Regions from separate parts of the Mus musculus genome. Here region 2 is linked to region 1. The links are chromatin contacts, called in public Hi-C maps. All regions are on one chromosome and are shown on one strand. Each heading gives the region's core, a stretch centred on a gene start, on an enhancer-like site or on the middle of the called end of the contact. The rest is flanking DNA. Distances are from core to core; before and after follow the strand shown.

Region 1 (4,698 bases), core at 2,159-4,658:
GTGTGTGTGTCCTCTGTATGTCTGTCTCTGTCTTTGTGTCTGTGTGTAATATTTTATAAACAAAACAGAAACTAATGGCTCAGCCATGAAAATGCTGCCCTGTAGGTATAAAGACCTGAGTCCTGAGTCCCAGCAGCCACGTTAAACAAATAATCAAATAAGCTGAATATAGTGGCATTCAGTCACCTTTAATCGCAATGTGGGGAAGACAGGGACAGCAGGCTCCTTAGGCTTGCTGGCCACCAAATTAGCTGAATCCATGAACACTAGGTTCAGTGGGGGACCCTGTCTCCAAAAATAAGGTAGAGAGTGATTACCATTGACTACTGGCCTCCATCCATGCATATATACATCTGTGCCTGTGCACATATGAACACATGCATGCACTACTCCCCAGTTCATGCAAAGGTAATTTCATATAGTTTGTCTACATTCATTATTTACTTTTTACCATGAACATATGATAAGTGGTACGTTTATAGTCTTTTTATCAAATGTTTTGGCTTAGTATTACACGTTTTGGTGGCAATAAGCAACTAAGTTAGTACCATGAAACAGAGTGGTCTCCCAAATGAGTGGTGGAGTTAGTATAACCTACTCTAAAATGCCCCTTTCTTCTATGACCAAAGGGATTATTTGCTTGCTTCTTCTTCATAGTCATTGATCCTGTGGTTTCTGCCACCTTCAGAAAAGCATCCAATCCCTTGCCAGGGTCTCCAACATCTATACTTGAGTTCATGTCTGAAAACTGTCATCTGATAGCTTTGGCTTCCCCTTTATATATACTCTGTGTTCAAAGTCATCCAAGGATTTCTCTGTCACTGAGTACCTAGTAAGTAATACATACCCCCAATACAGTAGCTTCTCCTCCTTCTCCTCTTCATTATACTGTAGAGTTCTTTGCAATCATTATCAGTCCAAACAGGGTGCATATATTACTTAAATGTTTGTGCAGATTACTGGATGCATTTGTCCTTTGCATTGCTGACTTCTCAGGGGAGGGCCATGCCTTTACCATGCTCAACTCTCACTTCTAACAGCAGACCAGCAAAACAATAGCTACTTCCTAAAGATAAGTCAATGAAATGGTGTGAACCTCCAGGGAACCACATGGTGCTACTGAGAAGGGGTATATCAAACTCTCTCTAGATGTGGAAAAGTTTGAGAAACTGTTTGCTATGGTTTCATATAGTCAAAGCAACTTGAACATTTTAATCATGTTGGTACACTATATTCTTCACAATGAATGCAAGTTATTTTGTCTTTTTAAAAACATGATCTATTAATGACTGATATATTTATACTTTGTTTCTTCTCATTCTCTGCAAACCAACATAATTCTTAGAGGTGAATTTGGAAAGAAATTAGAATAGATCAGAGGATAGGATTGCTGTTAAAAGGAATATAAAAAAGAATAAGAAGTACTAGCTGACTAGCCAAAAAAAGGGGGGACAGTATTTCAAATAATATTTTCAAAACAATACAGTCATACAACACATACCGATGTCACAGTCATGAGTGGACCTTAGTTCTTCCACCCAGTGACATTATAGCCATTTTTAGTTGTGAAAATATACTCTATGGTGATTATTAGCAGTATTAGCATAATGGCAAAATCACCTCATTTTTTGTATATATATGCAATATCCTTCTGATCCGTGTCGTTGGCACATAATTTCAGAGAAACCTTTCTCCAAACAGTCTCTGTTCATTTCTTTCCTCTGATGGGAAGTACCTCATTAGCTTCGTCAGCTTTTAACTCATTTAACTCCTGCATTCTTAGACTCTTGTGTCAGCTACAGTGTCTATTTGTGTGCTCCAGGCATGCGTAGCACGAGCTCTCCCGTCTCCACAGGAATGCTTCCAAAATGTGCAATCAGCACCCATTCAAACTCGCCTCTTTCTCTTGAGAGGTTCCCTCTTTTAATTCAGTGAGAATGTCCACACTTCAGCAACTCAGTAATATGCACGGGACTGCTTCCTTTACTTAACTCTTCATTTTCTCCTTCAAGGACATGCAAAGTCTTGGGGGCTGCCACCTGAGTGTTTCAGGGATGCGTTTCACTCCAGTGTATTCGCCCATTGAGACCTTCTTATTGAGAGCATCATCACGAATTTGTGTGTGTGTGTGTGTGTGTGTGTGTGTGTGTGTGTGTGCGCGCGCGTGCACGCGCGCTTCTGGTACTCTTTGCATTTTTTTTTTTTTTGCTTCTAACTTAGTTCTATCTTGTGCTCATTTACAAAAATATTGATTCAAAATTCAAAAAAAGTGTCTATAGCCCTCCCGTTACAGGAATTGCTCTATAGGCTGACTCCAAACTGTGAACCCCGCCCCCCCACGCCTTCCTCTTCCTTTAGGACCACATCTTAGGTCATCCATTAGGTCAGCCTGTAGCTGTCTTCAAAACATCAAAACATTAACAGAAAGAAAAATTGGGAACTTGCTTTCATTAAGATGATATGTGCTGAAAATAAATATGAATAAAGTATATGATGTATACTTGCATGTATGCTTTAAATCTCAAAATTTCTAAAAGTGTGTTTATTTTTTTTTCAGGGCAAACACCTACACCCAGTGATGGTAAGAATTAATATTTGACTTTTAATATTTTATTTTTGTTACAACAATCATGTAGTTAATATAGATAAAGTTTTATACTTATTTGGAAAGAAGTTTAAAGAAGAAATTGTATAATAATGTGTGGTTCCTCACTGTCACATGCTCTTAAAATTCTTTCTAATATTAAATTTAGTGAATAGTTGAACATTCTTTAAATTTCATAATTATTATTGTGTTCAATTTAAAGTTTAACATTTCATTAAATTGACAATAAATGGCATAGAGAGTTTCTAATCCTTTTAAAAATTTAAGACTGTAAATAAATTTTGAAAATCTGTACATGGGATAAGATTTAAACAGAGAGAAAAAAACTGATCAGAATATATTGCATAAGAATATTCTTTTTTTAAAAAAAGCATTGAATTAGAAATGGGGTAGGAAGCCTAAAAACAACGTCACATGTTTTGTTATATAAGGACAAATGCATTATATAAATTAATTGGATCTAGAGTTCACTTATATTTAGATTTTAATAAAGGTTCACTTTTATTTAAAATTTCATTTTATAATGTTTTTTCAAGAGTAATTTGCCCTTTTTAAAGTTATGCTTGGAGATCTAATATTAAGATATGCTGCATTAATAGTTTACAAAGTTTCCTACTGTAATTCAATTAATTTTTTTCTAAAAGCTTTTGAGAAAATCAATGTAAATAGTGCTCATGCTGCCAGTGTGTTAAAAATTCTTTAATGACCAAATATAGATGTTAAAATTCTCTAAAGCCTAAACACACAGAGGAAGTGACCTGCAGGTGGGTAAAGGGAAGTTAGATCCCTTGCATGTTTCTGTTGCTGTAAATGCTTGTTTCCTGGTTAATCATGTGACTGACAGTATGTCTTAAGAAGGTAAGTGAGACCGTAAAACATGAGTGTTTTAATAACTTAAATGCACATTTCAAGGGGAGCAAATCTGAAATGCTAAAAGTTGATTATCCTAGGAATTATTTGTCATTAAATGCAACACTATGCAGATACTTACAAATCCCACTCCTGAGCCTTTAAAAAAAACCACATTCTTTTATTTTTTCAATGTCTAATATTGGAATTGTATAGTTTTAGTGTGTGGCAGAGACATTTGATAAAACACTTGCTGCAGAGCAGGTTGTGATTGGTTTATGCCAATTTCTTAAGTGAAATTTGACATTTTCCTTTACAAAATATTAAGCTACTCTCAGCTCACGTAGACGAGACATTGTTGCAGGAGAGGAAGGTGATGGGATGGAATGATAGCTTATTCTCTTACCTTGTTGAAAGTTAAGTTAGAATTGTGGCCTATAATACAAAGAGGAGCAGTGTCCCCAAATATCACCAATAGAAGATAATCAGTGAAAAACTCAGAATGTTCAAAATGAGGATTCAGGGACACTAGAGAATTGGCAAATTTGCAGTCATAGATTTTACTGCTGAGACTTGAACTTAAGTGTCTGCGAAGATATTAACACGAGAGACTTCTCTGAAGACATCTTCATACACCAAGGACTGAATTTGCTTTGCTGGAAAATGTCTTGAGGAACCACACTCTTCAAAGCAGCTTGGGTTTTTAACATTGAGGGTTTAAAATCCAAAAGCCTTTTGTAGTTGGTTTACTCCAAGGGAGTGTCAGTGTGTTTGATGGACAACTTGCTGCAATATTCTCTCAGGCCAGGAGACCATTGCAACCTTTCCAATTAGTTGATCTAACCAAAAAATAAATTGTCATCTGTAAAAGGGCGCTGAGTTAACACTATGTGCACCAGATTTAAAAATCCCTCCTTCCACCTCTCTTCTCTCCCTCTCTGCTTTTCTGTTTCCCACTTCCTCCTTCCTTTTTAAAAAATTTGGTCTTCCTTTTAATTCAATGCATAGTGGGTGAGGGACAATTAGGTTAGAAGAGTGGTCCTGAATATGAGAGGTATGTCTTACCTCTAGTTCAATTTGCAAAGGTTGTTTTAGTCTTTATTTGTTAAAGTGCAACTAGTTTTGAGGAAGTGAATCTTCAAAAACTGCGTATTTTAATACTCAAAGACGTTAATACACATTAAGCAAGGGACAATTAAAAATAACATCCCTAATAATCCGAGAGAGAGAACATGATGATTTTA
Region 2 (4,605 bases), core at 1,018-3,517, 390 kb before region 1:
AATACAGAATTAAGTATTATTACAGGGATATCTAGCGTTCAGAAAGTAGGAGTTTTGAAAAGCGTTGCTATCCTGCTAGCGAATAAAAAATTCCCATTTTAAAGAGGTGTGTGACTCTGAGAAAGTTGAGCACTGCTGATGTCAACCTTGCAGCCTTGTATTAAAAGTGAGTCAGGAATTTCTGTAGCTTTGTTCCCCACCCTCTCTTAGGAGGCAGGCAATAGTGCCACGGTGAGAACCGATAGGTTTGCAACATTGTAGCTGTTGCTTCCGGAAACAGCCGAAGCCCTCCTTTTAAAGACTCTTTGACAAGCCCAAGCGTTTAAGTAGACAGTTTAGAAACTGAGGACCACCAGTCGAATAATCAGACTTTATTGCCTGGTAGTCAAGTTCATGTTGTTCTTCAGTGAGATTCCTAAGGTTTGTCAGGTCAGCATGACACTCATGCCAGGTTGCTTTCCTCCCTTTTAATTTGTTATAGGAAACAGTATCTGAGAAGAATTTATACTGCCAGGTCTTCTTCACCCTAATGTGCATTTTGTGTCCAGGGTTTTTCCTGTGTCCCTTTTATATTTTGTCTTTTAATAATGAGACTTGAAAAGAAACAGAAACACACCAACACTTACAATAATTAAGAAAAAGAGGCCATGGATTTGAAAGAATTCAAGGGGCAGGGGTGGGGTGGGAGGGTGGGGTACGTGGGAAGGTTTGGAACAGGGAAATGAGGTAATTATATTACAGTCTTCGTTTTTAAGTTATTTAAAATAATCAACTGCCAAGTTGATTATGGTTATGATGAGTTTAGACTCTGTTAAAGCATTAAATTTTTCTTCCATGTTCTAATGTCTACTTGATGCAGTGCATCTTTGAATGAAGAGACCCGGTACCCGTCTTGCTGTTGGCATCAGTCATCCCTCTGATGTGTTAATGTGGCATAGGGGGGTGCATGCACGGGCATTATTGGATGCGTTCCAAGTCTCAAGGAAAATTATGTGTAAAGAGCTGAATTTTCAGTATTGTCTCCTTCCAGTGAAAACTGATGTTGACACAGTCTGCCATAAAAGAAAACCTTCCTATTGAAACCCAATATGGGCATTTCTCCATAGTTAGAAGGACAGTGGTCTACTTTCATTATTACCTGGTCATTTAGAATAGGTTACTGACTTACTTGCTAATGAAATTGCAAAAAGTAATTGATTTTTCAGCCATGTGCTATGTAGGAAAAATTAGCCTAGTATTCTTACCTTTTTTTAAACAGACATTTTTTCTTCCTCTAGCAAGTGGGCACAGTGGCAGGGGGGTGTTGGTTGTTGCTGATGGAAAAGGACTCCAGTAGTTTCCCTGTAGCTTTGCCATTTTAGCCAGCCCTCAGCTGGCCACAGGTGCGACTCAGAAGGGCTGGCTTTTCACTTTCTCAAATATAGGGTTTTTTTTTTTTTTTTGCATTCAATACCAAAAAATTAATTGGTTGAACTTTTCCAAATGTGGTTTTCAAATACAGTAAAAAAACAGATTTAAAAGTTGATGTTAGGACATATGCTTCATAAAGTTAAGATTTTTTTTTAAAGCTTTGTAGGAAAAAAAAAAGCTGTTTAAAGGTACCGTTTCTTCATGTTGGTAATTTATAAGTACTATTCAGTAAGAAACCCACTGCACTGTTGTTTTTAAAAATGATTTTTATATACAGAGTATCCAGTGGGGCTGAGAGCTTGGATCTTGCTATGCTGCTTTCATAGTTTCCTGTTAAACTTAAGACAGGAAACTGGACGACGCTGCTCTGTAGCTGTGGGCTTCTGGTTGTGTTTAGCAGTTTCCCTTTCAGTCTCTGGACCCCTCCCTCCGACAGCCTGTTGATACTCTCAGTGCTTTGCTTCAGCTTTCCTGTGACCATCTCACTCTCCAGAACGTAGTTTCATCCATTCAAAAGACAGCTTTGCTTTGTTATGTGCAGTGAATACACTCATGAAAACTTTTATACCATGACTTAAGTTTTAGTAAATTATGGTGTTTCTAGTCACCCATGCAGCTCAACCTTTAACTAGAATTCTAGAGTGGAGACATTTGCCTGAAGCAGGACTGTCTTTTGTTTGTTTGTTATTTCTATTTTTGTTGTTGTTGGTGGTGGTGGTTTTTAAGACTAAGTCCTATGTGCTAGGCTGGCTACATACTCCTTACCTCGCTGAAGATAAGCTTGCCCTTCTGCTCTCTGGCACCTGCCTCCCAAGTGCTGGGCTTGCACTTTTGACTCACCCACTTCCTCTGTCTCACAAGTGCTAAGCTTGCAGGCATGCAACACCATGCTTGTTCTTGTGGTGCTGTAGATGGAACCCAGGCATGCTAGACACACACTTTAATCAGCTAATGCAACATACTCAGTAAGAGTGGTCTTTTAGCGAGTCTACTTTAATATTTCTTCATTTCCTAAAACCGTAGTCCTTCTTGAAATGAGATGTGAGATAAGTCATTTTAGATAGATGTATTTTTTTAAAAGTAGTTGGACATTACAGAGTAGTAGTGTTCCATAGCTTAAGAACAAATAGGAGGAAATGTAAGTCATTCTGTCAAGTGAAATTTCTGGAGTCGTCTTAGTATGGAAAATTATACTTTAAAAAATAATAACGAGGGGATAAAAGTTGATTTTTTTCTGACTTACTGATTCGCAATGCTGGAATTCAACTTTAAGAAATCTGATTTCTCAGAATCACTAATTTTTTTTTAAAAAAATATTTTAAACAGCACTTTAAGAAACAAAAGAGGCTAATCCCTGAGAGAACCGTTTGGAAATACTTCGTTCAGCTCTGCAGTGCACTGGACCACATGCATTCTCGAAGAGTCATGCACAGAGGTAAGAGAAGCACGGGAAGTCTGCAGCAGCATCTTAAGTGACATTCGCCACCAAGCACTTTAAGATAGCTTCCATTCAGTCCACGGCATTACCTGTTTTTCATAATTTATGTCTAAATTATAATTTGTCAGGACTGTAAGCGTTAAAGTGAAGCCCTGCTTTATGATAAATAATGCGAATTATGCTTTGCCCGACTTCTCTCAATACCTTGCTGGTTCTCTGGGTGAGAAAGGGAAGCTGTGGGGGACAGTGCATGTGCATTAGGAAGAGGGTTTGTCGTGTCTCCTCCAGACAAGCAGACTGTGGCATCCCAGCCTCAGGCCTTCAGGGATGCTTCATGGTCAGTCCAGTTGTTGGGCAGACATAATGCACTCAAGTCACTAAGTGACTGATCCACTTATTTGGGGCTGTCAGATCTGAAGCAAATTATTTAGGGAATTGTGATTTCTGAAGCCATGAAATGAATACAATGTACATAATATTGCTAAGGTATGATTTTATAACTTGTGTAAATGTACCAATTCCTTTTTCAGCAGCATGTTATTTAACACCATTAAACAAAGGGGGACACATGTTTATTTTGTGCCTTAAATTTTCACCCGTATTCCTTGTGATATTAATTGGACTAAGAAGTTTGAAATATATGAGAATAATTCAAAATATAGTGAGTGACTTTCGGTTCAGACCTTCATATTTAATAGACATTTTGAATCCTTCCACAGGAGGAAATTTCGTATTCCTTTCAGATTCCCAAACTTATAGCATCTCTCACCTGATCTCTTCATTTATCCACAGATATAAAACCAGCTAATGTGTTCATTACAGCCACTGGGGTAGTAAAACTCGGAGACCTTGGGCTTGGTCGGTTTTTCAGCTCCAAAACCACAGCTGCACATTCTTTAGGTAAGAGGCATGATTTCACCGCTTCAGTCCGTTACGTGTGTGATTGTGTTGGTCACGGTTTAAAACAGGTCACACCAGCTCTACGGCGCTGCTTGCCTAGGAGTCAGCTGCTCCTGACAGGTGCTCACAGTTCCCTCTTACCTTTTACACGATTGCTTATTTAAACTGAAGCAGGCCCTGAGGTTTTTGTTGTTTGTGCTGGTTTTTTGAATAATACTGATAAGCCTGGCTTTTACTGTTGCCATGGAGAACTCCTTTTGTCTTATTTGTAATGACTGTGAGCTAATGGAAAACTGTATTTTGGAAGAAGTCTTCACTGGATATTTTTTAAATGCCAGAGGTAATAATTCATACATGTTTATTTATTCAATGGGCGTGTAACTGTGATAACTATTAAGAGAGAAAACCTAAGGATGATGACTCATAGTGAATGAAGAGAAACAAAATTTCTCTATTTACAGAATGGAAGAAATACCCACAGTTGATTCATTTTTGAGTTAACATTATTTTGATGTCCCTTTGCACCTAAAATAGAATTGATGTAACTACCAACACTGTATTAGCAATGGGAAGAAAAATTATTTTGGATCAGAAACAATAAAAATTCCTAGAAGAAATGTTTTTTAACTTGTGTTAAAAGTAGATTATCTCATGACTCCCCAAGTCACCTTTTTTCTTCTAGTGCATATAAAATACAGGAAGTGTTGATTTTTAAAATAAGAACTAAAACAAAATTAAGTTGGCCTTAATTTAGTTGTGTCTATCTTTGCTGTCATAATTTCCTTGAAAGTCATTAATTCTTTGAAAGCAGTCTTTAGATGTGGAGTGAGGAGCTTTTAAATGGGCTCTTAAAGAAC

Evidence for each region. Hi-C and Micro-C count contacts between places; a contact is called where the count stands out from the background.
Region 2: a contact with region 1 is called in a Hi-C map of pre-B cells, with 2.5 times the contacts expected there. The contact joins two enhancer-like sites. A contact is called at or near these places in 8 of 484 Hi-C or Micro-C datasets (CD4 T cells, LSK cells, the P5424 cell line and 5 more), 6 of 115 datasets of contacts at active chromatin or transcription factors (the 230-238 cell line, effector CD8 T cells, large pre-B cells and 3 more) and 1 of 9 other capture datasets (liver).

What each region holds. Positions count from the first base shown.
Region 1 is chr1:138,124,186-138,128,883 of GRCm38.p6, reverse strand. Ptprc (protein tyrosine phosphatase, receptor type, C) reads left to right here. Exons shown (of 32, transcript NM_001111316.2): 2 at 2,558-2,581. Among named protein-coding and RNA genes, the nearest start is that of Ptprc, 49 kb to the left of the region's middle. Within about 2 kb of position 3,408, at least 25 of the 459 cell types and tissues checked have an H3K27ac peak or open chromatin away from gene starts, as enhancers often do. A contact at or near this core is called in the P5424 cell line, pre-B cells and pro-B cells, where this site is marked.
Region 2 is chr1:138,514,768-138,519,372 of GRCm38.p6, reverse strand. It overlaps Nek7 (NIMA (never in mitosis gene a)-related expressed kinase 7), which reads left to right. Exons shown (of 10, transcript NM_021605.4): 6 at 2,737-2,845; 7 at 3,641-3,748. Among named protein-coding and RNA genes, the nearest start is that of Nek7, 100 kb to the left of the region's middle. Within about 2 kb of position 2,267, at least 101 of the 459 cell types and tissues checked have an H3K27ac peak or open chromatin away from gene starts, as enhancers often do. A contact at or near this core is called in the P5424 cell line, pre-B cells and pro-B cells, where this site is marked.